2 separate regions of the Mus musculus genome follow, and region 1 is linked to region 2. The links are chromatin contacts, called in public HiChIP or PLAC-seq maps. All regions are on one chromosome and are shown on one strand. Each heading gives the region's core, a stretch centred on a gene start, on an enhancer-like site or on the middle of the called end of the contact. The rest is flanking DNA. Distances are from core to core; before and after follow the strand shown.

Region 1 (3,745 bases), core at 284-2,783, 37 kb before region 2:
CACACACACATAGCATAAAAAGTAACAAAAGTAGAATGTTCTTTGAAAACCCCTCTAGTGACTTCCCATCTTAGATAACTATAGTATATTATCAAAACTATGAAGCTGGTATTAGCAAAAGCAATTAAATAGACTAAAAACCTTATTTGGACTACATCATCTTTTATATAAACGCTACTTTCTTTTTTCTTTTTTTTTCTTTTGTTTTGGTTTTTTTTTTTTTTTTTTTGGCAGGGACTCACTTACTGGCTGGCTTATAACAAGTAACTTGCTATTTAGACCAGGCTGTCCTTGAATTTATAGAAATCTGCCTACCTAACTCTGGCATACTGAGATTACAGGCCTATGCCACTATGCCCAGATTAAACTTTGTAAACTTTATCGTTATTGGGTCGTGACCTAGGAATTCCATATTCACGCAGTCAAGATGAAGAGCAGTCCCATTAACTACAAAGAAGTTCCTTGTGCTATGTGCTAGGTGTTCACAACGACGTCGGTCAACTAGATTTTCTTTGTATTATTTCAGGGAAGCAAAATTAGAGTGGATAGATACATTGTATACCAGCACGGTTAACTATATTTTCTTTGTATTATTACAAGACAGCAAAATGGAGTGGATAGATACATTGTATTTGAGAGCAGACAAGATTTTCTTTGTATCCTTACAGGGAAGCAAGATAGATGCATTGCATTGTAATGCTCTGTAATGCATTCTGAGGGCCTGTTAACCCCCTCTACCAAACCAGCACTTTTAAATAGTCTGGTGTCGTTCATGTGCTCCTGTTAAAATTTGAACTCACTATTTAGCGAAGGACAGCCGGGAATTCCTGATATCCTTTCTCTAGCCTCCTGCCATCTGGGATTAGAGGTGTCTGTCTCTTTGCCTAATGCTTTATATGTGGCCATTCTTATTTTCAAAACTGGACTTGTTCTAACAGTTGAAGTTAGGAAGTAGGCAATTCTGAACGTTTTTTGTTTCGTTTTCGTTACATGTATCTTTAGGCAAATCTATAACATTTTTGCTTGCCAACAAGTCTCGCAGACCACAGGCACTTGCTACTTCAAGGCTTTGCTTTGAAATCTGGGGCATGGAGGGTGTCTGCTGCATTGCAGTAAAAACTGGCTGGAGGCATCATTTGTGGAGACCGTCCTCTGCACCCATTCGCTTCCAAACTGCGGGTTATCTCGATGGTGCCAATACTTCCAAGGCCTTAGCAAGCGGAACTTCTGAAAGCGATGGAGGCTGGAACTAAGGAAAGCAGCCCATATAGCAAACGGTCCAATGTCCTCCTCCCCTAACTTCAGCTTCCCGGGGTGCAGTGCTGGCCCCCACTCTGGCCCAGCCTGCAAATGTCTGTATCTCGGGTGGACACCTCAAACACGAACAACTGCGGCTGCACAGAAGTCCAAGTGCCGCTGAATAGAACTTTGGGAACTGATTTTTCTAGGCCATCCCTGAGGATGGGTGGCCGGCGCGACCCCGCTCTGCTACGCGCACGCGCCTTAGCAGCCCGGGAAGCCCGGACCCAGACGCCAGCGTCACCTCGCGCCGCCTCCGCCCTTCCTGCTTTCCGTTTCCTTCCCGCGCCTGCGCGGCTCCGATTGTTTTGGCTTTCCGGTGGGGCAGAGGAAAAGGGCGCGGTGAGCCAGATGAAGGCGGGGTCCAGCCGCGGGCACCCGGGAGCCCGCAGAGCCGCTGCTGGAGCGGGCGCGGGCACTGGCGCGGGCGGCAGGCCGTGACGGCCCAGCCCAGGAGGCGCGAGGAAGCGGAAGCGGGGGCGGAAGCGAGCGGCCCGGATCCCCGCAGCGCCACGCCCCCGCCGTGCGTGCGGCCGCGTGAGTGCAGCCCGGCGGAGCGGCGCGGTGAGCTGGGCGACCGGGGACGAGGTGAGCCCGGCCGGGCGCGAGGCTGGCGGGCGGCCTTTGTGGCCCGGGGCGGCGGCGGCGGCTTTCAAACTGGGGCGCTTCCGCCGAGCGCGCGGTGTTTCCGGCGCGGCCTTGCGCGAGCTGCGGGGCTCGGGGCGGCGTCCTTTCTGAGGGAGAGCTGTTTTGCCCGGCTCGTGTCGCGGCCGCCGGAGAAGGGCGACCGCGTCCTTGCCCTTTTTTTTTTTTTTTTAAAAAAAAAAAAAGTATTATTATAATTCTTTTTCTTGGCACATCGGCAGTAACCAAGAGTTAGCCAGGTTAGCCGGGGTCCTGTTGTCCTCGGCCTGCTTGTGCTCTGCTGTGGGAAGGGGAAGCTGCACTTTGAAACCTGTTTGCTTTAGACGGAAATCATGGGTTGGAACTGGACGCTAAGTCGGCCGACTGGGCGCTGCTGTCGTGTGCTCTCCCCCACTTCCCGCCCCGCCAAGCGCCTGGCCTAGTAGCTCTTAAGATTCCTTTTTTTTATAGCTACCTAAAGGAAAAGGGATGCGTATTCTCCGGGCTGTAGATCTCTAGAATTTCTTTGGTGGCCTCTCTTTAAGTTAAGCAAGGAATTAAGATAGTAAACTTGAAAGACTTTGCTTTGTGAACAGCTATATCAGCTTTGTGAAAACGAGGGGGGAAAAAAAAGACAGTGCTGGTCACGTGTTGTTTATACATGAATCTGTAAGTCTGGCTCACTGAGCAGACACTGAGGAACGGCCCTATCAGCGGTGTGCTCTGACTGAAATTATATTTTCTTCCTGTGAGTTAATACAGTTTATTTTAGTTTCTTCATTTCTTTGGAGTTGTGAATTCTTCCCCAGATTTGAGTAATATAGACCAGATCTTTTGCAGGTGAGAATGACTTCGTCTAGTCAGACTGTGGATGAAGCTTTTATTTGTAATCTAAGATCCATTTGAAAAGCCAAGTCAGTTGTTTTTCCCAGCCTCTGTGATGTGAAACGTTGCTGTTCGTTTCGTCTGTCTGATAAGGTTATGCCTTTCTGCTTTGCTCTTTTGTTGGTTTAACGCTTTTCTAGGTTCCTTTAGATCAGGGCCAGAAATCTTAAGAGAGGGTATATAATTCTTGGCAACTACGGCTTTTCCGTTGAGCATTCTTTGTATGTAATCCGTGTGTTTCCACACTTATTTCCTCTCTTCAGATAAGTACTGTAATTATTCTCTATTTTATTTCCATAAGTACAGTGCTGTAAAATATGCTAACTTTACAAATACTGTAAGGAGGTGACAGAAATAATAGGAGTCGTAGTAGTTATTAGTGAGGCCACAGTAGAGTTTTCTTTATTAGATAGCAGAAATAGTTAGCATTTCTTAAGTTTCTATGCCTTGAGTGATTTAGATGTTTAAGTTCCTAGAAACCTGATTTGTCTCTTGAGGTAGACTGTGTTAATAGTGTAACGCAGGCTTGCCTTAAAGTCCTGCTTCAGCCTGGGGTTTGCAAACTACTACTAGCATGCCGTGCCCTATTGACTGCAGTCTTGAAAGCCAAAAGATACCTGGTTTTCCATAGATTTGCATGCTATTTAGAAAATAGTTGACAACCACCCACCCACCCCTTCCCTGCAGCATTCCTAAGACAGTTGGGGCTGAGAAAATGGTGGGTTTTGCTGTCCTGAAATGTGTCTTGTTATACATAGGTCTTGCCCTGTATTGCAGAGTTTGAATAAAACAGATACTTATGTAACTTGGAGCGTTGATTGGCAGGCTGGTTCAAGCACTTAGGTGTATGAAGGGTATTCTTGATGCTTTGGCAGGATTTGAGTTCTTAGATCATTTTATGGGAAGGAGAGATTGTCATGGGAGATTGGAAACAATG
Region 2 (3,706 bases), core at 111-2,610:
TTTTCTCCTTCCCTGGCCCTGTCCATGAGTGATTACATGACCAATATCCTTAGTACTTGCGCAGCATTCCTCAGAGTTCCCCAGACGCTACATAAAGCTCTTTCCGAAGAGGTCATAGCTAGAAAGCGTATGGTGATAAGCAGTATCAGGAGGAAGCTAAACTGGATGTGTAGTCCTTCAGCTCACCCATGCGCTGCTTTCTTGACAAATGAAGAATGCACTGTTGCCCAGTTGTGAAGGCCAGAGATCACACAGACAACACGCAGTTAAGTCTAGGAGATCAATAGCCCGTGTGCAAGAGAAACAGGATAATTTTATTATTAGGTTTTCCTTAAAATAAATGTACAATAGAAGCTCTACAGTTCAGTATGACTAGACATGATTTATAACTTGAATATGTTTTTAAAAAACAAATGACAACAGAAATGAACCGGCACAAACTACAAAGCCACTGGAGGAAAGAGAAGCTATAGCTTGACTTCCTTAAAAACTGTTTTCCAATCATTAAGTACCTCCACCAAGTCATTAATCACATGCTTTCTAAATTTAGAAAGGAATGATCAAGTGGACTGAAACATGTAATGCACAATCTTGGTTTCCCAGCTATAAAATAACAGTATCTCAACAGAATAAAATACGCTTTAGGCAGTTCTCTGAAAACTTCAATGACCTTTTCTGGCTCAGTACCTGACTTGAAATGTTCAAATGTTTATATTGCACAAAAAAGAAACTTCAGCAGCATACTATGTGCATGGGAAGCTGATGAAAAATACGATTGGAAACCCCTTAAATTGCGTTCCATATACATGATTTAAATATATAGTTTTCTGCATCTTTAATTAGTATAAGTAAAAAGGTAAATTTCTGAACAGCACAGAAATACAAATGTATTTAGAGTTTTACAAAATATATCCAACCCCTTAGACATGCACAATCTTTTCATTTTGGAGTGTTATAGTATACGAGGCAGCCAGTTTCTTCTTCATAATGTAGGTAGGAAGTCATTTTTATGGAGTTTTTTGTACGAAAAAATAAAAACAAGATCCTTTTTTCTCTAAAAAAAAGTTTTGTGGAATGTTGGAAATTACGGAAAAAGAATTCCAAGCTAACGAAGTCAGAAGACTTGGATGAGAAAACCGGCACATTAGGTTATGAGGAATGATGGTCATCTTCAAGTGATTCAAGGAGCATTCTGTCATAGTTAAAGGCTACCAGAAGATGGTGTGGAAAGCCATGAATGCTGGGCCATTTCTCTTTAAAGAACCACAGTGTGCAAATGTTTCAGGGATCCTAAGCAATGCCCCAACACATGAACAGGCTGGTGCAGCTAGCACCACAGGCAGGAGGCAGCAGCTTCTGTCCTAACAGGCTGCCCTCTGTGGAGGCTGCAGCAGACACTGCCTGTGGGTATAAATCAGGATGCTGGCCGCAGGACTTCTAAATTTATCAACATGGAAGGAAGAGAGCCACTGGCTGTTAACTCCCTCAAAATTTTCTCTATAAAATATACAGCTTCAATAATACCTGCCTACCAGCTAAAGAATGTTATAGCTTCACTTAGAAATGTCAATAGCAGATTACAATTCTAACTTGTCTAAACTCATGCCTTTAGTAGGTTAAATACTGATGTCAAAATACTCTCCATTCAGACTTAAGTGCCCTGTTTCTCAGCCATGTAATAGCTTCTCATTTGTGTTTTCCTAATTTGCTTTCCTTGAATTTCTAAAGAAAGCTATTCTAAAAATCAGTTAACTGCTTAGTACAAAATGTGAAAAGCAGAAAGACTGAGGAAGTCCTGTCATGCACTCTACTTTGCTGCCCAAGAAAGCCAACTGTTTCTTACCGCAAAAGGAGAGAACTGTTTTCAGGCTTGAGAGCTAGTGAAGGACTTGGGGGTGGACAATTCATGTTGGTTATAAATCAGATATACATATACAATTGCTCTACATCCTGTTACACGCAGCTTCAGAATTTCTACTCTACTCCAGACTCACAGCTTGTATTCTCTTCCTTATCTGTGCCTTTGTCGTTACACTACGATCAAAACTACCTCAACAGCAGTGCAGCTACTGTCAATGTCTGCCTGCTGGAAACCTGAAAAATGCTGGTTGACTTTCGCTCCTGCAGGTCTAGTTACAAACACTCAGTTCTTAAGACACAAGAGCACTGGCAATCACTGGAGAAAGCATGGTTTCCAATAGCCACATCTCCTGGCAATAGTCAAAAGGCCAGGTGTTGACTAAAGGACTACCATGCCAGCACTGGAGGGAGACTACTCTTCCGAGTTAGTCTAGCTCACTGGAGCCTAAAATACAGACTTCACGTGTCTGGGCTCACTGGCTGTATCTCCTGTTCTCCATGACACAGGCTGCTGCATTAGGTGATGCCCCCAGCAACAAAATGGCCTATGGCCCTTGAAAAGCCAACATTTCCAAGAACCTGAAGGAAGTAGGAGTATAGTCTTTTGACCATTCCAAGATGTTTTATATTCCAAGGTAAGTTATTTTAGGCTGACCAGTTAAGTAACCATTTTAAGAGTTAAGTTTTTAACTACATTAAGAGAAGGTTCAATTAAAATATACACTTAAGCCTGGCACAGTAGTGTGCTCCTATAATCCCAGTTGAGACAAGAGGGAGGAAGTTGGCAATTTAGAGACCTGTGTGGCAAGACTGTGAGACCATACACAGGGGAACCATACACACTCAAATGGGGAGTGTGAAACAAAACCAGTTACATTTTGTCCCCAAGTATATTTCAAAGTCAGTGCTGCATTGCTTTTGTTTAAGTAATAGCAGGCAATTCGGCAAGTCATATAAACCTGGTACAAACTAAAGAATGAATCATTACCTTATTAGCTAACCCAGGCAGGGCTCCTAGCAATGTCAACTACCATGGATATATCAGCATGCTGCAGCCACATGAAATGGTATCTAACAAGGAATTCTTAATAGTCTCAGCACAACATTAATGTGCCTTTCACAGTTTTGTGTGGCTTTAGTTTCTTCTCTTTTCAAATATTTACTGGCCAAAGAAAATTAATGGTTTTCTCCCATTAACCAATTAATTTATTGTCACTGGATTCTCTCAACTTATTATGCCCAACTTAAAGTAGTTCATATTTTTGTGGTTTTGTGTGAAAATCCAACTTGCAAAATTTTAAAAATATTGAGTTATGCCCTATCTTCTTTTTATAGTCCTTAGGGAACCTCCTAGAGGATAAATGAAAGATAATCAATGCCTCTTACTTTCCCAATGCTTTTTTAATCATATGTAGATATAATGGTTATTCTACATGCCTTCTGTTACTGAAAAGGTAGACTGTTTCCTGTAAGTACTCCCTGAGAATGCCCATTCAGGATCCCCTGAAAGGCAAATGACAGCTATACATGACCAACATGAATTAAATGAGAGGCTGGCAAATTCATGCCTGTGGTAACATGAAGCCAACTGTACTGATTTACCAAACAACTGACTCCTGGCATGGGTGCGAATTCATTTTCTTGCTTCTTACTGTTCTTTCATTTGAGGTGTCTTTGTGTGTGTGAATATAAGAATTTGCACGACACATTGCCTACATGGAGGTCAGAGGACAATTTTCAAGAGTTGGTTCTTCCTTTCCACATTGTTTTGAGGAACTCTGACTCTGTTCCCGCCTCATTGTAGGGACACTGGGATTACAGATGTGGCTTTTTATGTGGGTTCCAG

The links. HiChIP or PLAC-seq counts read pairs in DNA pulled down with a chosen protein or histone mark.
Region 1: a contact with region 2 is called in an H3K4me3 HiChIP or PLAC-seq map of bone marrow-derived macrophages, with 2.5 times the contacts expected there. The contact joins the promoter of Kbtbd2 here to the enhancer-like site in region 2. A contact is called at or near these places in 6 of 484 Hi-C or Micro-C datasets (bone marrow-derived dendritic cells, liver, nephron progenitors and 1 more), 7 of 115 datasets of contacts at active chromatin or transcription factors (the SCID.adh cell line, bone marrow-derived dendritic cells, bone marrow-derived macrophages and 3 more) and 3 of 9 other capture datasets (adipose tissue, liver and pancreatic islet).

Annotation. Positions count from the first base shown.
Region 1 is chr6:56,795,601-56,799,345 of GRCm38.p6, reverse strand. Kbtbd2 (kelch repeat and BTB (POZ) domain containing 2) reads left to right here and starts at 1,533. Exons shown (of 4, transcript NM_001362210.1): 1 at 1,533-1,887. It overlaps Gm10209 (oleosin-B6), which reads right to left. Exons shown (of 2, transcript XM_030255710.1): 2 at 920-2,099. The coding sequence ends at 1,302.
Region 2 is chr6:56,758,500-56,762,205 of GRCm38.p6, reverse strand. It overlaps Avl9 (AVL9 cell migration associated), which reads right to left. Exons shown (of 16, transcript NM_030235.1): 16 at 295-3,706. Among named protein-coding and RNA genes, the nearest start is that of Gm10209, 34 kb to the left of the region's middle. Within about 2 kb of position 1,360, at least 8 of the 459 cell types and tissues checked have an H3K27ac peak or open chromatin away from gene starts, as enhancers often do. A contact at or near this core is called in bone marrow-derived macrophages and microglia, where this site is marked.